Regions from separate parts of the Ovis aries genome. Here regions 1 and 3 are each linked to region 2. A link is a contact called in public Hi-C data. All regions are on one chromosome and are shown on one strand. Each heading gives the region's core, a stretch centred on a gene start, on an enhancer-like site or on the middle of the called end of the contact. The rest is flanking DNA. Distances are from core to core; before and after follow the strand shown. Region 1 has its middle 54 kb from the start of CAB39. Region 2 overlaps CAB39 (calcium binding protein 39). Region 3 holds the start of CAB39 (calcium binding protein 39).

The links. Hi-C and Micro-C count contacts between places; a contact is called where the count stands out from the background.
Region 1: a Hi-C map of liver shows a contact between it and region 2, with 7 times the contacts expected there. The contact joins two enhancer-like sites. A contact is called at or near these places in 10 of 16 Hi-C or Micro-C datasets (blood, hypothalamus, liver and 3 more).
Region 3: a contact with region 2 is called in a Hi-C map of liver, with 2.0 times the contacts expected there. The contact joins the promoter of CAB39 here to the enhancer-like site in region 2. A contact is called at or near these places in 6 of 16 Hi-C or Micro-C datasets (blood, liver, muscle and 1 more).

Annotation. Positions count from the first base shown.
Region 1 is chr2:232,480,937-232,483,636 of ARS-UI_Ramb_v3.0, forward strand. No RefSeq gene overlaps it. Among named protein-coding and RNA genes, the nearest start is that of CAB39, 54 kb to the right of the region's middle. Within about 2 kb of position 1,400, at least 8 of the 54 cell types and tissues checked have an H3K27ac peak or open chromatin away from gene starts, as enhancers often do. A contact at or near this core is called in liver, where this site is marked.
Region 2 is chr2:232,608,352-232,611,051 of ARS-UI_Ramb_v3.0, forward strand. The region is part of intron 4 of CAB39 (calcium binding protein 39); the gene reads left to right. Among named protein-coding and RNA genes, the nearest start is that of ITM2C, 53 kb to the right of the region's middle. Within about 2 kb of position 1,295, at least 23 of the 54 cell types and tissues checked have an H3K27ac peak or open chromatin away from gene starts, as enhancers often do. A contact at or near this core is called in liver, where this site is marked.
Region 3 is chr2:232,534,523-232,537,222 of ARS-UI_Ramb_v3.0, forward strand. CAB39 (calcium binding protein 39) reads left to right here and starts at 1,395. Exons shown (of 9, transcript XM_027965309.2): 1 at 1,395-1,775.

The DNA of each region.
Region 1 (2,700 bases), core at 150-2,649, 130 kb before region 2:
ACCGAGGGGGGCTTTAAGACAGACCTTTGGAAAGCTAGATATGAAAAGGGCTTGCATCAACATCCACAGAATCTAAAGATTGGAGGTTGTCGCTGAACTCCCGCTGTGAGTCGTAAGAAGCTGGCAGCTTGCAAGAAGAGGCATAACCTGAGTGGGAACGGGAATGGCTATAACTTGGAGAGCCTGACAGGACAAAAATGGGTGTGCATCTCCCAGAGGCCAGAGCTAGACTTGAGGAAGGGAGCTGGACCAGGTCTTCCTGAGAGAGAGTCTGCCCAGAGAACCACAGCGACGTACAGCAGGAGATTGAAACAGAAAGCAGAGGTCAGGGGGTGGCAGTGGGGGGCACCTACTGATAATCAGTTGGCCAGCAGGGGGAGCCATTGCCCACTTCAAGGGAACTGCAGGGGCAAGACACCTGGCAAGGTTAGAATCCCTGAAAAGCAACCCCCTCAAAAAATTGCTCCCTGAGAAAACTAGTCACAGCAACTGACATCTCTACCATGCAGAGACGGCCAGAGCCAAATTACAAGGGAGCCAGTCAGGTCACGCCTTTCCTGCCACTTTTGTCTCCTCTACTGCAGCCCTGCAGAGACCAACCAGAGCAGGTAGTAGAGAGGGAAAAACGGAGACAGAGAGACAAACCAGGTTGTCTTCCTGCTGGTGTCCAGACCACGGAAGGCCTCAGCTAGTGGCATGGGAAGGATTTAAGGACAATAAAGTATCAACCATGATGAGACTATTTTTGACCGTTGAGAGGAGTGAGTCTTCTCTTGTGATTAAAAAGGCCTGGAAAACCTGTGGCCCTTCCCTAGATCTTAACCCATTCTAGTGAACACTCACGACCATACCCCTTGGATTTCACCCTGTGCAGGAAGACCGTGTTGCCAATACCTGCAACTCTGGCTGAGGGCTTTTATCCAAGCCTTGAGCAAGGCAAACCGGGCGTGCCACAGAACTCACGTATCTGGAAGCAGTCCTCAACCAGGGAGGAGCAGGAGGCTGCTGCTTAAGTACCAAGCCCCACAGCTGGCGTGGCTCTCGATTCCCGGCCAGAAAAGTCACTCTTCACTGGCTCACTCCCCTTCCTGTCTCACCTCCTCACTCCTCCTACCTGTGTGTTCTGGGCTGGTCTCCATATGAACAGCTTGCACTCAAATTCTGCCTCAGAGTCTGTTTCTGGGGAGAGGCAAACCAAGAGACCAGAAAAAAGATAAGATGATCTCAAAGAGCAGGTTTGAGTTGTCATGAGGGGACAAATGGCGCCTTGCAGCTTATCCAGTCAACACATCAGTCACACTGGTGTTCTGGATGTCCTCATCGCTGGGCTTCCTGTCTAACACCCGGGGACGGGAGGCCTTGGGGTTTTTCCACTCCCTTCTGCATGCTCATCAGATCTTGAAACTGAATCTGAATAGAGTCAGATACTCATCACACCACTCATGACTTCTTCCTGCCTACCGAACCCTCCACTTCCTCTCCCGCTGTCCTCGGAATGGGATGGACTGTACATGGGGTGGGGCTCACATGATGCACCGTTCATCAGGTTGGACTTGGTGACTGACCAGTGTCAGGGACACTAGCTCTGATCAGCCCTGACTTACCTTGCCTTTTTATTTTCCTGTTAAAGTGTAATTTACTCACAGTAAAATGTAATCATTTTCGAGTTCTTTTACTTTTACCTTGCTTTCCAAATAAACTTTATTGTGGACTATAATTCAATGATTAGGAGAGCATAAAACACATATCTGGGTGGATGAATTGTCATGAAGTGGACAAACATATAACAAATTATACGATCATACACCACCACCAAGGTCAAGCAATGCCACCACACTTGTTTTCAGCTTTGCCATTTAGGACTGTGATCCATCTTAAACTAATTAATATATTGTGAGAGGTAAGGGTCAGGATTATTTTTTCCCCATTCAATTGATCCACATCATTTATTGACAAAAGTCTTTCTTTACTGACTTACCATGGAGCTTTTGCCATAAATCAAGAACCATATATGTGAGGACAGTATTTTTTAAGTCCAATTTTTTAAAATATATATTTGGATTATTTATTTATTTGGTTGCACCAGTTTTTAGTTGCGGCATGAGAGATCTTAGTTCCCTGACCAGGGATCAAACACCAGACCCCTGCATTGGGAAGACTGCACGAAGTCTTAGCCACTAGACTAGACCACCAGGGAAGTCCAGGACAGTTTCTTGATTCTCTTTTCTATTCTGTCTATCTGTTTGCCTATTCTTGCACCACCACCAGACGGTCTTAATTGTTGTAGCTTCATAGTAAGTCTTGAAATCAGGTAACGTGTCTTTCATCTTTGTTTTTATTCAGAATTGCCTTGCTTGTGTGCTAAGTCACTTCAGTCGTACCCGACGCTGTGCAACCCTATGGACTTTAGCCTGCCAGGCTCCTCTGTCCGTGGAATTCTCCAGGCAAGAATATTGGAATGGGTTGTCATTTCCTTCTCCAGGGGATCTTCCCAACCCTGGAATCAAACCCACGTCTCTTATGTCTCCTGCACTGGCAGGCAGGTTTTTACCACTAGCGCCACCTGGGAAGCCCAGCATTTCCTTGGCTATTCTAAATTATTTTAATTTCCACACAAATTTCAGAATCATCATCTCAATTACCACAAAGTAACCAGTTAGGATTGTTACTGGGATTGCCCTGAATCTATAGGCAGATTTC
Region 2 (2,700 bases), core at 45-2,544:
TGGCTGCAGTCACCATCTGCAATGATTTTGGAGCCCCAAAAAATAAAGTCAGCCACTGTTTTCCACTGTTTCCCCATCTATTTGCCATGAAATGATGGGCCCAGATGCCATGATCTTCATTTTCTGACTGTTGAGCTTTAAGCCAACTTTTTCACTCTCCTCTTTCACTTTCACCAAGAGGCTTTTTAGTTCTTCTTCACTTTCTGCCATAAGGGTGGTATCATCTGAATTACTGAAGTTATTGATATTTCTCCCGGCAATCTTGATTCCAGCTTGTGCTTCATCCAGCCCAGTGTTTCTCATGATGTACTCTGTTGTCTAGGTTCAAAATGATGATTTCCTAATTCTCTTATTCCTTCTCTATATATCAATGTTTCATGACTTCTGTAGGAAAGACAGAATACATGCTTGCCTTTTTTCTACATTATCATTTTTTAGTATAATCAGTTGATGCCCTAGCCACTTTCTTAAGTCAGCAATGAGTATGTTATTGTTTTAAGCATCATTATGCATTTAAGCATCAAACCTGAAGTTTTAATCAGGTTTTAAAATATGTTTGATGTGCCTCAAACCCTTTCAGTCATTGTGACCATGCTTTTATGTCCAGATTGCCCCATCTTGGGCTCGCCTTCAAACTGGCCCCCGTGTCCTCTTGGCAAGGCCCCCGTAGCCTCTGATAGCCTCCCTGCTGTCTGGCACAAGACACCCAGTGCTCATTTTGTATGGGTTTCTTCCTCAGACCTAGAAACAGGCATTTTTTCCAGTAATTCTTTTTTTCCAATTCAGGAGCTTAAAATGATTCTTCTTGCTAATTACACAGACTCACATCTGGACTTCCCCACGTCACAGCAACGCCCTGTGATTTTTGTTTTTGTTTTTTTTTTTTTTCCAGAAATTCCCTGGAGGTCCAGTGGTTAGGACTCAGCACTGCTGAGGCCTGTGTTCAGTCCCTGGTCAGGGAACTAATGAAAACCATGCAACACAGCCAAAAAGGAAAAAAAGAAGAAAGAAATTTTCCTTCACTTGTTTATTAATTAGTTCAGACTGTTTTCAACACAATGTGATTATCCACTCAGGCTACAAGTATTCTGATGTTAGACATTTTGAGGAGTGACGCTGCTGGTATTAGTGTGCCTTTGGAAAAAACCGTGTTACTTGTGTTAGCCTGCATCTGGAGGCAGTCATTTTTTCACTGGCGATTTAAATGTTAATGTGCTCTCCTGCCTAGTGCTAACAGGTTGTACAGCATAACTGTTTGCCTTGTGCTCGGTGGTTTATGGTTTAATCATTTAAGGCCAGCTTGACAAACGGCCATCAAAACCTGCCCGACTTGTTGTACCAAACTGTCTCGCCCTCCTCTGTCTAGTCTCCTGCCTGTTTGAGAGTGGCAGGGAGGAAGCTGTGTGCGCGGCCATTTTGTGAGCAGACGTTTTAGTCACCTCGGAGCCTGTCACCATTCTAGCTGCCATGCCGCCAGTGGCACAGAGGAATGTGGTTTTGGTGGTGGTGAGGGCGTGTGATGAACACGTGTACAGCAGGAGGACAGTCCTACCGGAGAACACTCGCAGAGGGTTTCGGGGGTGAAATGCGGGTCAGTCAGAAAGGCAAGGCTTGCCAGCAGAGGTGGATGTAGGCTTGAGGCTCCAGATGGTTTCAGATTTGCACAGGCATCAACAAGAGAGTTAGGGGCAGAATGAGCACAGTGACTGGCAGCGGTGGGGGGATCAGAAGGTCTTGTGGCGTAGTGGGGATGGTGGCGCACCAGAGACGTTGCTGTGACGGGAAGCCCAGACGTGAGTCCGTGTAATTAGCAGGAAGAATCATTTTAAGCTCCTGAGTTGGGAAAGGCTGCTGATGCGCTTGGATGGAGGAGTCTGGTGGGCTGCAGTCTGTGAGGTCGCTGAGAGCCTGACACGACAGGGCCACTTCACTTTCACTGATAGACTAGTCGGATAGATTTGTTAAGGCAGAGTTTGAACAAAGATACTGATTAGGGGCACTCAGGTGACCAGGGATGACTTCATGCAGCACTGGATACAAGAAAATGAAACTGAAATATTGCAGAGGAGCATTAGAAAGGAGTGCTGACGCTGAAGATGGGAAGACTGGGAGTGGACAAAGAGGGCAGTGTTCAGATCTGTGTGGTTCAACACTGTTCTTACTAACAGCATGTAATTATTTATTTTAAATTTAAATGACATTTAAAATTCAGTCCCTCAGTCATAGTAGCCAGATGTCAAGTGCTCAGTAGCGGGCAAAGATAGAGAACATTTCCATTATCAAAGAAAGTTCTGTAAGACCTGTTTTAGACCCGGATATCTGAAGCAAAATAGTGATGCTATATTAGACACATCCAGTTTATGGCATTGTCCAAAAGCAACAGAAAATAACTTCACTACAGTTCAGGGTGGATCTGGGCTGGGGCAGTTTGGGAGCCATGGTGGGAACTGTGAGATCTTAGGGGTCAGAGCAATGGAAGAAAGACTTCAGCCAGGCAAGAAATAAGAACAGAGGAGGTAGAAAGGAGAACTGGGGGTCTTGCTTTCATTTTTTAAAGAAAGAGATGCAGAGGTCTGCACTGTCCAGAAATTAAAAGCAGAATTTGTATTAGAAGATCATTTGTTTTAGCCACGAGGTCTTTGGATTCAGTGGCAGGAAACTGAAGGTGGCTGTGAGTGGGGAAGGAGATTCAGCCTGAGT
Region 3 (2,700 bases), core at 145-2,644, 74 kb before region 2:
TTGCCTGGAAAATTCCATGCACAGATGAAATTTCACGGGCTACAGTCCATGGGGGTTGCAAGGAGTCAGACACGACTGAGCAGGCACGCATGCACCCTTCGTGGGAGCACTGTAAATAACAATACCCTGGCTCTCTCCCCTCCTTAGCCTGTGAGGTTTTTCTCCACAGCACTGAAAGCCATCTGAAGTAATATATTCAGTAAATCAATCAATCACACGCAAACTTTACAGGACACCCTGTATTCTCTATGGGTGGTGGGTGGTTTAGTCACTAAGTCCTGTCGGACTCTTTGCCACCCCATGGACTATAGCCGGCCAGCCTCCTCTGTCCATGGGATTTTCCAGGCAAGAATACTGGAGTGGGTTGCCATTTCCTTCTCCAGGGGAGCTTCCTGACCCAGGGATCCAACCCGGGTCTCCCGCACTGCAGGCAGATTCTTTACCGATTGAGCTACCAGGGAGATCCAAAGTCATATACATGTTGGTTTATTTATTGTCTTCAGTTCAGTCGCTCACTCGCATCCGACTCTTTTCGACCCCCATGGACTGCAGCATGCCAGGCTTCCCTGTCCATCACCAACTCCCGTTTACTCAAACTCATGCCCATTGAGTCAGTGATGCTATCCAACCATCTCATCCTGTCGTCCCCTTCTCCTCCTGCCTTCAATCTTTCGAAGCAGGGAATGTTCTGTTCACTGCCCCACCACCTAGAATAGTGCCTGCCACACAGTAGAAGTCCCCAAATACCTGCTCGATTACAAAATAAGCAAAGCAATTGAAAGAAATGAAGATACACATGTATGGTAACAGATACAGAGTCTGTTGTCAGAGTTTGCAATGCATTATTTCGTTTATCCTCATTAGCCTATTATATATTATACTTTTGTGCGACTATGTGTGAAGGAACCTAGGAATAAGGACAGGAAATAGTCCAGAAGGACTAAACGGTGAAGTGGAGACTGAAATCCAGGCTGTTCGATCACTTTCTATGCGCTTTCTCAGAGGATGCTAAAAATGAGGGTTCTCTCTCCCTCGGAAGTATAAAGGAGTCTACACAAGTCGGCGCCAGATCTTTTAGCAGAAATAAAGCTCTGTTAAGAGTTCGGGAAGTGGTCGGAGAAAGTGGACGTAGAATTCCTGCAGGAAGAAGTGGTTGCACAGAAAAGGTGGGGCTGAGCGCCAAGGTTTAAGTGGCAGGTGAAAGGGGAGGAACCCTGGTCCTCGGCTTCCGCTTTTGTCTGCGCCCCTTCCCGCTTCGGCTCTGCGAGGATTCCTACGCGCCCCCGCCCTGAGTCCGCCCGTCCGCCTGGGGGCGCCCGAGGCCAAAGGCGTGGGGCGTGGGGCGGGGTGTTGCGGCGCCGCCCGACGTCGTGCCCTCCGCGGCTGCGCAGTTCGCACGTCAAAGCCGGGCTCGGGCCGGGAACGGGGGTTTCGGGGAGCGGCGCGGCCTGGGGACCGTCTGAAGCTCCGGGAGCCGGGAGAACGCGAAGGCAGCAGCCGGCCCCGCCGCAAAGCCGCAGCCCGAACGAGTGAGCGAGAGCAGCAGCAGTGCGGCGGCCGCCGCGGGAGCCTCTGGGCCGCCGTCCTCCCGCGCAGCCGCCGCCGCCGCCGCAGGATCCTGTCGCCGGGAGCAGGAGCGGGCGGAAGACAACGGAGGGGCCGAGCGCCCAAGCCGCGCCGCGGGGACCGAGCGAGCAGCCCGAGGCGGCGGCGGCCGCTGAAGACGGGGACGGCGACGACGCAGAGGCGGAGAGGGAGCCGCCCGGCCCAGCCCCGTGAGTGCCCCGCCGGCCCGACCCCGCTCGCGACGCGGACGCCAAGCCTGGCTTCCGCCTCCCTGCGGCCCCGGCCCGGCCCCGACCCCGAGGCTGCCTCCATTTTCTCCGGTTGGCTGTGGCGGTTTCCACACCCCCACCCAGGCCCAGGAGTCGGCGGGAGCGGCCCCTCCTGCCCGCTCTCCGCCCGGCCCGGGCCCCTCGCGGGAGCCTTCCCCGTCCCCCGTCCCTCCCGCAACCTCGTTCTAGCCGGCGCGGCGCCCAGGGGCCTGCGGCCCGGGGCTCCGGGGACCCCATGCGTCCCTGCCCGCCCTTCGCGGTTCTCTGGCGGGGCTGTCGGCGCCCGGGTTTGGGGGGGAAGGGCGTCCGGGGCCCGGCCGAGCCAACTGTCACTCCCACCGCACCAGGGCTCTGGGCCGCCGCGCTCCTCGCCCCCTAGTAAACTTCCCTGTGACCCGGAGGCGGGCGAGCATCTCTGCGATCTTCCTCTCGGGAACACCGCCTAACCGATTTCTGGTTAGGGAATGGTGCGGCCGGAGCGTTCCCCCGGGTTCGGTTGGACCAACCTGCGCGCTGACCCTGCTTGCAGGCGCCATCCCCGCCCTCCGGTCGGTCGGCGCCGGAGGGATTCAAAAGGTGAGGCCGGGCCCCGGGGGCCCCCGTCCCACCCTCCCCCCAACCCCGGGGGGTACATTAGACGCTCTCGGTGCGGGAGATAAGGCATGATACCGGGCCTGTGAAAGACCTACAGAATGCTAAGAAAGGTACCCGGGAGAGACCGGGACCGATCGATCACACCCTTCGGCCTAGTAGAAATCTGGAAGACTTCCTGGGCGAGGCGGTACACAGCCGATCTTGAAGTCCCTTGTGGGGATTTGGGAGAGAGGAAGGTTTGCAGAAGAGAACAGTGTGTGGAGGGGCAGCA